Regions from separate parts of the Zea mays genome. Here region 1 is linked to region 2. A link is a contact called in public Hi-C data. All regions are on one chromosome and are shown on one strand. The core of a region is the stretch at or near the end of the contact, and the rest is flanking DNA. Distances in the headings are between cores, read along the strand shown.

Region 1 (5,164 bases), core at 40-2,539, 81 kb before region 2:
CGGCAAAAGGTAGCCGCGCCCCCGCAAGGCGAGGGGCCGGATTTCGACGGACCATTCACGCGCATGTCGTGCGCCCGCGGCCTTCGCCCCGGCCCGGCCAGGCGAGCGAGCGCGCGCGCGCGTGTGGCTCTCCACACTCTCTCCTCTTATCCATGACTTGGTGAGTGAGTGTGGCTTCCATATTTAAGCTAGCTCTACTCCACTAGAACTAGCAATATGGTGCTATTGGTTCCACCAATTCCCTAGCCATCCACTTGTATGGGCTTTTGAGATTTTCCTGGGATTTATTAGAATTTCTTAATTGGGCCAAGCCCATAAATCCTAACACGGTCTACCTCTCCACCAACCCCATGCAGCATCAGCGCACGAAGCATGTGGAGATCGACCTGCACTTCGTCCGCGAGCGTGTCGCTGCCGATGACGTTCGGGTTCTCAGCGTCCCCACCACGCTTCAGTTCGCCGACATCTTCACCAAGGGGTTACCGTCGAGTGTCTTTTTAGACTTTCGATCCAGTCTCAACATCTGTACAGGATAGAGTTGTGACTGCGGGGGGTGTTAGACTACCCGTCTAGGATTTGTGGTGTTCCCCTTGTAATGACCGTCATACCCCCAGTGTAATGGGCCTGGCCCAGTTACTTACTCTATTAATACCACTCCTAAACCTGTTTAGGGTATGAGTTCAGTTTCCAATAATCTAGAACCAGTAATATGCTTACAGTTTGCATAAACTCCAGCAGCTTTTGGTGTGTTTTCTTGTCCCACTTGTGGGAGGCAAGCAATTTCCATTTTTGTGAGTGGTGTTCTGCTTAATACAAAATATGCAAGAATTTTGTGACACATAATGTTTGTTTGTCATGGATGCAGGTGGTAAAGATTAGATTGTAATAACAATATATACACCTGGAATGCTCTCTAAAGATCCCAATACAGTGCGCAAGAACTGTAGTTCGAGAAGAAGGCCTACTTGGTCTTGGTCTCGAGCATTACCAACTGTCATGGGCAATGGCACAAATCAAGCGGCAATGTTCTCAGCCAAGAACACATTTGATATCGTTCTAAGGAAGAAGCATGAAGGGAACGCGAAGGTGCTCCTGCCACGGCAGTCAATGATCTCTGGGTTCCTTGCGGGAACAGCAGGCCCTATCTGCACCGGACCCTTCGATGTCGTGATGGTTGAAGGGAGAACTGGTGACATCAAGACTCAAGTGCAAAGGCATGCTCCATGTGTGCAATACGAATGTTCCGTCTGGGAAGCTGAAGGTCCTTTTTATGCCCGGCCGGGCCACTAAAAAGATACCATAATATCCTGGGCCAGAAGTGATAACGCAGCCCATGAGCAAAATCGGAGCATGGCCTTTCTCGTGCACTGTTCGCCCTTACTACTTTTTCCTCGATACGAACTTCTTTTCAAGAGAAGATAAAAGGCACCAGGCTAAAGGAGTACTGACTGACCTCCATATCCTAGACAAGATCATGTCGCCTGTCGGCAACGTTGCACTCGTGCACGGCTCGCACCACCTGACGGCTGACGACCTCAAAATCTCTTTGCCTGCTCGATCGTCGATGGCTACTGCAGCGCAGGGCATCCAATTCCGAGCTTTGAGGCCTTCTTTTACCAGCGTCCTCCTGACGGACGGAAGAAAAGCTCCTCCGAGGATCCGGTTCTCCTACGATTGACCGGGCATCCGCCTTCGTCGCCACAAACGCTGTACCTTCCGAAGAAAAGGCCACACACTCCACGGCTCGCGGTCACCGGGCGCTGTCTCCGTGCAATTCCGTCTCTGAGACGCCCCTCCGCTCATGTGTGTTGTGTGCGGTGCCGGTCACTGCGTCCGCGTGATTGCGGCATGCTTGGAACAGGACGGGTCCACATGTTCGCTGCGCGCATCTCGTAATGTTTTCACGTGAAACCGTTGTGTTCTGGACGGGTCGTCATCGCCAGGTTTTGCAATGTGATGGCTGATGAGTAGCGCCAGGTTTTGCTGCCTATCTGGAACAACCTCTAGCTGCGCTGTTCCCGTCTGCGCCATACCCTTTTTCAAGTGAGCTGAGCAGATGCATGCATGGATGCGCGGCCGCGTTTTTACGTGGCCACCGTAGCATCTCAACTTGCGCTTCTTTAGCTTGCAATTGCAACGCCAAAGTGCCAAAGCGCCATCACAAGGGGACACAGAGACCACACGCTGAATGCAGGGTGTTTGGCACCAAAATGAGCATTCGTGGAATTAGCTCGGAATCAGTTGTGTAAAGGGTCCAGACCCCCTCCTCTATAAATAGAGAGGTCTACGACCGATTGTAATCATCATCAATCGAATCAAAACACTTCTATTTCACATTTATTTCCTAGGAGTAGTTCTAGTCTAGTTTTAGTTTAGCCTTCCGATCCTCAAATTCTTCGCTTCTCTTCGGCTTTACGTCGATTAGAGGAGTCTAGGTCGGCCTGCTCGAGCCTAGACAACTCCTAGGATCTCTCCTTCCCGACGGGGTCCCTCTCGGGAGCGAGATCCAGGCGCCGTCGGTGATCTTCCGCCGCCCCTGCGCACGCGCGGACCGTCCGGCCCCAGGGTGCGGACCGTCCGGCTGTCAAGCAGGAGACCTTAGCCCCTGCGCCAGGTCGCGGACCGCTCGACCCCTGCACGCGGACCGTCCGCCCCTGACCAGAGAGCACCACCACGATTCTTGTTGAGTGTTTGGCGCTCCAAAAGGCCGTCAACATACTTTTTGGCGACTCCGCTGTGACAACACATCTAGACCTATCAAATCGGCCCTCAATGGCCGGTTCAAGGGATAGTTCTGAAGTCTCCCCCAGCAACATTATAGAGCTGACTTGGGAAACCTTGCCGGCCGACGAACAGCTCCAGTTCGAGGAGCACAAGGAACAGCTGATCCAGGAGGCGAAAGCGAAGTTCTTGGCCAACTTCAAAGTGGACAGGAACAACAAGGTCGTCCGACAACGGGCGACGGATCCGGCTTCATTGCGACCCACGCCAGATATCCTCAATGTAAGTAATACAAACGAGCTGCAATCTCTTAAGAATTATGTAGATGAACAGCGAGAACAAATGCAAAGTATTATAGGGGGTATGCAAAACGACTATAGGAGATTAGCACGTGCGTTTGACAAATCTAGCATTGCAAATTTTCCATCGCACGAGGTTGAATTAGGGGATAACATGCGTAATACATCGGCTATAGGTTGTCGCGACCAGTCACAACCCCTTTATGGGATGCCGATGGACACATACCCTGAGCAATCGCAAATCGGCAGTAAATCAGCCGATCTGCACATGCCCGGACCGTCCGCACGTGAGCGTGGACCATCCAGACCAGCCACAGCCGGGCCCATTTTTAATGAGTTATCCAGACATGCACCCGAGTCACCTCATATGGCACAGAATCCAAACTACCCAGTCAGACCGTCCGCATACAATGACGGACGGTCCGCATATAATCACGGACGGTCCGTGCCAATGTCCGGACAGTCTGCACATGACCTTTTTGAGGAGGATTGTTACCTGAATCCTCACCCGTCCCAGCAACACTTCCCATTACACTATACAATGCATTAGCCCATTAATTCAAGATCCAGAGCCCAGGAAAGCTTTCTGGCCCCACCTAAAAGGCCAGAAAGGAACGATCAAACCTATGAACCGTATAGGGCAAGTGGCAATGCACCACATAACCAGTGGGGGGGAAGACAACACGCTAATTTCCAGCCAACCCCACCTATGTTTGACCAGAGAGCCGGTGGTCTTTGAAAGTCGCCTAGAGGGAGGGTGAATAGGGCGAAACTAAAATTTAACAACTCAATCACAGCTACAAGCTGGGTTAGCGTTAGAAATAATAATGAGTCCGAGAGAGGGCGTAAAAACAAATCGCAAGTGAGTGAAGAAGTAAGACGCAAGGATTTGTTTTACCGAGGTTCGGTTCTCGCAAACCTACTCCCCGTTGAGGAGGCCGCAAAGGCCGGGTCTATTTCAACCCTTTCCGTCTCTCAAACGGTCCCTCGGACCGAGTGAGCTTCTTCTCTCAATCAAACGGGAACCAAACTTCCCCGCAAGGACCACCACACAATTGGTGTCTCTTGCCTCGGTCACAATTGAGTTTTGATCACAAGAACAAATGAGAAAGAAGAGAAGCAATCCAAGCACAAGAGCTCAAAAGAACACAACAAATCACTCTCTCTAATCACTAAAGCCTTGAGTGGAATTTGGAGAGGATTTGATCACTTGGGTGTGTCTAGAATTGAATGCTAGAGCTCTTGTAAGAAGTTGAAGTGTGAAAAATTGAATGACTTGAATGTGGGGTGGTTGGGGGTATTTATAACCCCAACAACCAAACTAGCCGTTGGGTGAAGGCTGCTGTCGACGGGTGCACCGGACAGTCCGGTGCGCCACCAGACAGTGTCCGGTGCGCCAGCCACGTCACCCGGCCGTTAGGGTTCGACCGTTGGAGCTCTGACGTGTGGGCCCGTCTAGCTGTCCGGTGGTGCACCGGACAGGCCCTGTAGGCTGTCCGGTGTGCCACCCACGCGTGCTCTGCTCCTCTGCGCGCGCTGGCGCGCATTTAATGCTGTAGCAGGTGACCGTTGGCGCGGACTAGCCGTTGCTCCGCCGTTACACCGGACAGTCCGGTGTGCACCGGACATGTCCGGTGAATTATAGCGGAGCGGATTCCCGAAGCTGGCGAGTTCAGAGTCGCTTCTACTTGGAGCACCGGACACTGTCCGGTGTACACCGGACAGTCCGGTGAATTATAGCGCGACGCCTCTGAGTTTTCCCGAAGGTGAAGAGTTCAGCTTGGAGTCCCCTGGTGCACCGGACACTGTCCGGTGACACACCGGACAGTCCGGTGCGCCTGACCAGGGTGCCTTCGGTTGTCCCTTTGCTCTTTTGTTTGAACCCTTTTTCTTGGTCTTTTTATTGGCTTATTATGAACCTTTGACACCTGTAGAACTTATAAACTAGAGCAAACTAGTTAGTCCAATTATTTGTGTTGGGCAATTCAACCACCAAAATCATTTTAGGAAATAGGTGTAAGCCTAATTCCCTTTAAATCTCTCCCTTTTTGGTGATTGATGCCAACACAAACCAAAGCAAATATAGAAGAGCATAATTTGAACTAGTTTGCAAAATGCAAGTGCAAAGGTTACTTAGAATTGAG
Region 2 (5,073 bases), core at 2,544-5,043:
CAAATCAGCGGGTATTCATGCCTTGCCTATACCATGGGAATGTGTGTGTGCCAGCAATGATGAGTGCAACGCGCACATCCCGTGGATGAAGATCTCAGCGTTAGGTTTTTATTGCAGATAACTGGGAGATCTTGCCTTGCTGCTGCACTGGAACAAAGATTCAACCAATGCTGGAACAAACCACACTGATAACGAATCAACGATGCATCAAGCTAATAATGGATCAACAAGTATAACAAAGCATCCCATATTATTTCAGAACGAACGAACAAGAAGCGAAAAGAAATCATCACTAATAACTACCATGATACCATCTATCTCATCTCGAGCTTTAGAGCCATTCCAAAATCAACCCCAAATAATTGTACAAACATGATGTACCTAGCCATCCCAGATAAACAGGCGACTGAGAATAAGTCTAACAACCAAGAAAGACATGTAGATGACTGACAACTCAGATTTCACCCAACACACACACACACACACACACACACACACACAAATCATCTCAGGAGAAAATGCAATGAAACTTTGTAATGAAAATTTGTGGGGAAGATGAACCTTGACAACGAAATGAATGGAATCATAATCATTTGGCCTTGTTTGCCTTCAATCTTTACCCTTTAGCATCCTTCTTATGGTCAGATGCAGGAGCCTCCTCTTCCTCTGCATCTCCCTCCTTGCTAGCCTCTGTCACTGTTAACTTCTGTACCAAATCTGCGGCGGCAATGGAGACTTCCTCGTTTTCTTTCACCTCGGTCTTTCCTTGCTCTTCAGCTATCTCTTCAACAGTGTCCTTGAACTTCTTGCAATCTGAAATAGAGAAAAACCAAAAAATATATAATTGCCACGCTATCATCATTCAACAACAGTTTATATCTCAGGAAGTAGCAGACGCAAACCCAACCCAACCCAACGCAACCCCATAAATTTGTCACCAAAAGAATTACAAAACACTATATAGCCTCATGGAGAAAATAAAAAACTCCTTCCATCTTCAACAGTGTCCCTGAACTTCTAAAGCTGTCACAAATCAAACATTTTTAGGTCTGGACGAATTCATCAAAAAGATCACCAATGTTTATGACACCGAATTCGAATTATTAGAAACACTACGAAATATAATTCTATAATATGCATACTTGTTTGATGACATAAATGTTATTGTTGTTTTCTATAAAGTCAGTCGAATTTAAAGTAGTTTGACTTAAGACAACTCTAGAAGATGATTTGCTTTGGGACAGATGGAGTAAAAAATAGCAAATGATATATCAAACACTAGTGATCAATTAGATAATAGTAGATACTATCAAACAAGTTTTCCAGCAATGCAAGCATTGTACATAACATCATCCAGCACATATATCTCAATACGAAAGCAGCACCTGATGCCCTTTTAACATTGGGCAAAGCTGCAAAGATCCTTGGAAAGTAAAATGTCAGGTCCTTGGAGTATACTGCTACTATGGTCCAATAAACATGAAAGTCGTGCCTAGGCAACGGCAGTGCAAAAATTAAAGTTAATTGTTCATGGTGCACTGAGCATCCACAATAACCTCAATGATCAGGCACCTGAGCATGCAGAATTAATCAGTTATTTATCAGTGATACATACTTATTTATCAGTTTGAGTATGTTTATATACTCGTTTTATGATACTCTAAATCTTAGTACTTGGAAAACTTTGAAGGAACCTATATTTTTAAATATATTGTTGTAGTAGTATACAAATTAAGTACAACCACACAATCTATGTATACTTAACAAATATACCAACTTGGATGGTTTGTATGATCACATACACTTTGTTTGACCACATACATACTAAACTTTGAGATATACACATGGGGGTCACTATATGTGTGTGTGCGTGTGTGAATCACATCAAACGAACCTAGCTTATCACATAATTCATAGGCCAGTGAATGGGGCGGACCCAGGCCCATGGCCGCCTGGGCCACGGCCCGGGGCGCAGGCCCAAATTTTTTTTAGAAGAGCTCTGTCCTCTAGCCTCTGCCGGTCTGATCTCTGGCCTCGTTGAGTCATAATTATATGTATGTATATCTATCCGGCACAGTGCAAGCTTCGCAAGCACAGGATAACACACATGCAAGCAAGAGCAGGCTACGATCACCTACATGTGTCATGTAGATTTACATACTAGGCTAGTAGCAAGGCCTCGGACAGCACATGCTAGGCTCCTGCTAGTCTAGAGAGATGGATAGAGAGAGAGAGACTAGAGACCAAATCATCGAGCTAGGATAAGCAAAAAAATTCCCAAGCTAGCAAATGGTTCTAAACCGAAGAGGCAAAAAAATTACAAGCCACAGGGCTTAGAAACTACTACCTCCATTTTCTTTTATTTGACCCGGCAAACGTCAAATAAAAAAAGATCAGAGAGAGTACGAAACAAGATATTCCATACAACCATCTAATACCATAATCACCAAATAAAAGATCAAAAAGTTACGACCAAATAAACAAGATCACATGGCTAGAAATTAAGTTTGAGATTGAGACTCTGTGGAGAGAGCTTTCTCATCTATGAATATCATTAAAATTGAGTTGTGTAATAAGACAGGAGACGAATGGCTTAACCATCGTATGATTTCCTTCAAGTTGTGTTTTTAATATGATTTCCTTTAAGGTTCTGGAGTAAGAAGCGATGATGTTAATGTTGACATGATACATTTGGAAAGAGCTACATCATAACTTGTATATTATCTTTAACATCTATGACAACATTGTTTCGCCGTACAATTTTTTTTATATGTTACTATTAAAGTTTATGATCGCTTCGGCCGGCCCGGGTCTTAGTCAATTTCTGGGTCCGCCACTGCCAGTGATCGATCAAAACAACAATAACCGGTTCAATCAACAGAGGTACCAAATATTATGACAGTACAAGCTGCTAGTTATGAACAGATGCAAAGGAGGGATAAAGAAGTAGGATATGTTATGGGTGCTCACTCTCGACAGATCCAAAACGGATAGCAAACATCTCCTCCTTGAGCTCACCGTCGGCGAAGTCCAGCGCGTGCCACACGCACGACTTGTCGCTCCCTGCGTGCTCCTGCATCTTAGTCGTCGCCACCACTGTGCGTTCGGAGGAAGGGGATAAGCAATACAGTCCAGTGTCAAAACCTATCCAGGCAGATCGAAACCGCCAACGAAAATCACACAAAAACACAGTGATTACCAAGATGGTTAGCACAGATCTTAAGCGTCTTCGCCTGACGCATGACGAGGCGGACCTTGGCGGTCTCCTTGTGCTTAAGCAGCTTCACAGTGCCTGTGCCACGTTCTTTCCACTGGTTCGCCTCCTTGTCGAACCGGTAGAGCTTCGCCTTCCTGCATAACCGCCACACGTCAGATGATCAACAAAACCTAGCCGAATCGGATCGGGGTTGGGGTGGGGAGAATCGAAGCGGCCGAGGATGCATCACATGTCGACAAGTACGTCCTCGTCCTCCTCTCCGGTGGTAACGGCGACCTCCTCCAGCTTCACGATGGGCGCGACCTGAGCGCCGGTGTCCTCATCCTCGCCGGCCGCCGCGGCTTCCTCGTCCTCCTCCGCTGGACGGTGCTCCGCCGGGTCGGCCATGGTGTTCAGTGCGGTAGCAGCGGCGGTTGCAGTAGGGCTCGGGCCTGAGCTTGCTGGCTGCGCTCCTGCTCGGTTGCTGCTGCGCGTGGCGGCCGCGGCGGTGAGAAAGGGGCAGCTTGAGACGTGGGGTGTTTCTCGTGGGAGGGGACGTGCGCAGCGCAGCCGAAAGGGTTAGAGCAACACCAAAAGACCGATTTTTTTTATTTTAATTGTTTTTGAAAAATATTCATATTTAGATCCTTAAATGACTTAATCTCATTTTTAAACCATTTGTTTTTGCCACGGGCTATGACCGGCGACGACGTAACACGGCTCGCATCACAGATCTTTGTGCCGAGGTGCTTGCATCGTTGACGACGACAGACTGACGTGGCCGAGCTCGGCGCCATAATTCATGACTTTTGTCAAAATCGGCACATAGGCCAGCCAGAATGCCGCTTTGGCAGGGGCGGATTCAGGCCTGTGGCCACTAGGGCCCAGGCCCTACTCTTGGGCCGAATAATTATGTAACAGCCCAGCCCAACTAATTTGGTTTAGGGTTTAGGACTTTGAAGCTTGGGGCCTTGCGGGCGGCAGTGTGGCTGCTGTCTGGTGCTGTTTCGAACCGAGCAGAAGCAGCTAGCAGCACGCCGGTCGCCGGCAAGCAAGCAGCCAGGCGCGCAGCGGCCCAGGCAACGCAGCCGCTAGCTAAGCAGGAGCAGCGCGCGCGTGCCCGAGCAGCGAGCGGCCGAGCGAGCAAGCTGCAAGCAAGCAGCGCTGCGCCGCTGCGCAGCCGCGCAGGGACCGACCACCGGCTGGCTGGGCAAGCAAGCAGCCAAGGAGGCAATCAGGCAAGCAAAGCAAAGCAAGAGCGGCCTGCAGCCCTGCAAGTAGCTGCCAGCAAGTAGCGATTCGAGTCACGCAACAAGCAAGCAGACTAGCGCAGCAAGCAGGTCTGTTTTTGTTGTTTGACACCGAGAAAAACATGTTGTGTTTGTGTCTAATTACAGTGATTTGTGTTACAATTACAGTGTACAATATGAAGAGAGTTCGAACAATTGCATCATTTTATCAAGTCGCGTCAAATCAAGAATCGAATGAAATCATTCAAAACGTACAAATTGGGACTAATTTGGATGAAAATGAAAACAATCAAGAATCACTAGATGTTGGGACTGCACAAAATAATACGGAATCAATATATAGTGAGATTGTTGGTGATCCTGGACTTCGAAAACCAATTGAAGAGTTAGATGTGAACATTCGAGATGTGAGAGCACCTAGAGGGGGGGTGAATAGGTGATCCTGTAAAACTTGAACTTAATGCCACAAAAATTTGGTTAAGCGTTAGCACAGTAATGCTAAGTGGCTAGAGAAGAGTCTTAGCGAAACACAATAACCATAAGAGAATCAACACAGATAGACGCAGTGGTTTATCCCGTGGTTCGGCCAAGTACAACACTTGCCTACTTCCACGTTGTGGCGTCCCA

Evidence for each region. A called contact is a pair of places that touch in the nucleus more often than the background predicts.
Region 1: a contact with region 2 is called in a Hi-C map of leaf, with 6 times the contacts expected there. The contact joins the enhancer-like site here to the promoter of LOC100284131 in region 2. A contact is called at or near these places in 2 of 25 Hi-C or Micro-C datasets (both in leaf).

The regions. Positions count from the first base shown.
Region 1 is chr9:143,622,071-143,627,234 of Zm-B73-REFERENCE-NAM-5.0, reverse strand. No RefSeq gene overlaps it. Among protein-coding and RNA genes, the nearest start is that of TRNAK-UUU, 22 kb to the right of the region's middle. Within about 2 kb of position 1,289, at least 18 of the 20 cell types and tissues checked have an H3K27ac peak or open chromatin away from gene starts, as enhancers often do. A contact at or near this core is called in leaf, where this site is marked.
Region 2 is chr9:143,543,675-143,548,747 of Zm-B73-REFERENCE-NAM-5.0, reverse strand. It overlaps LOC100284131, which reads right to left and starts at 3,793. Exons shown (of 4, transcript NM_001157028.2): 1 at 3,447-3,793; 2 at 3,200-3,351; 3 at 2,971-3,096; 4 at 187-813. The coding sequence starts at 3,604. The coding sequence ends at 617.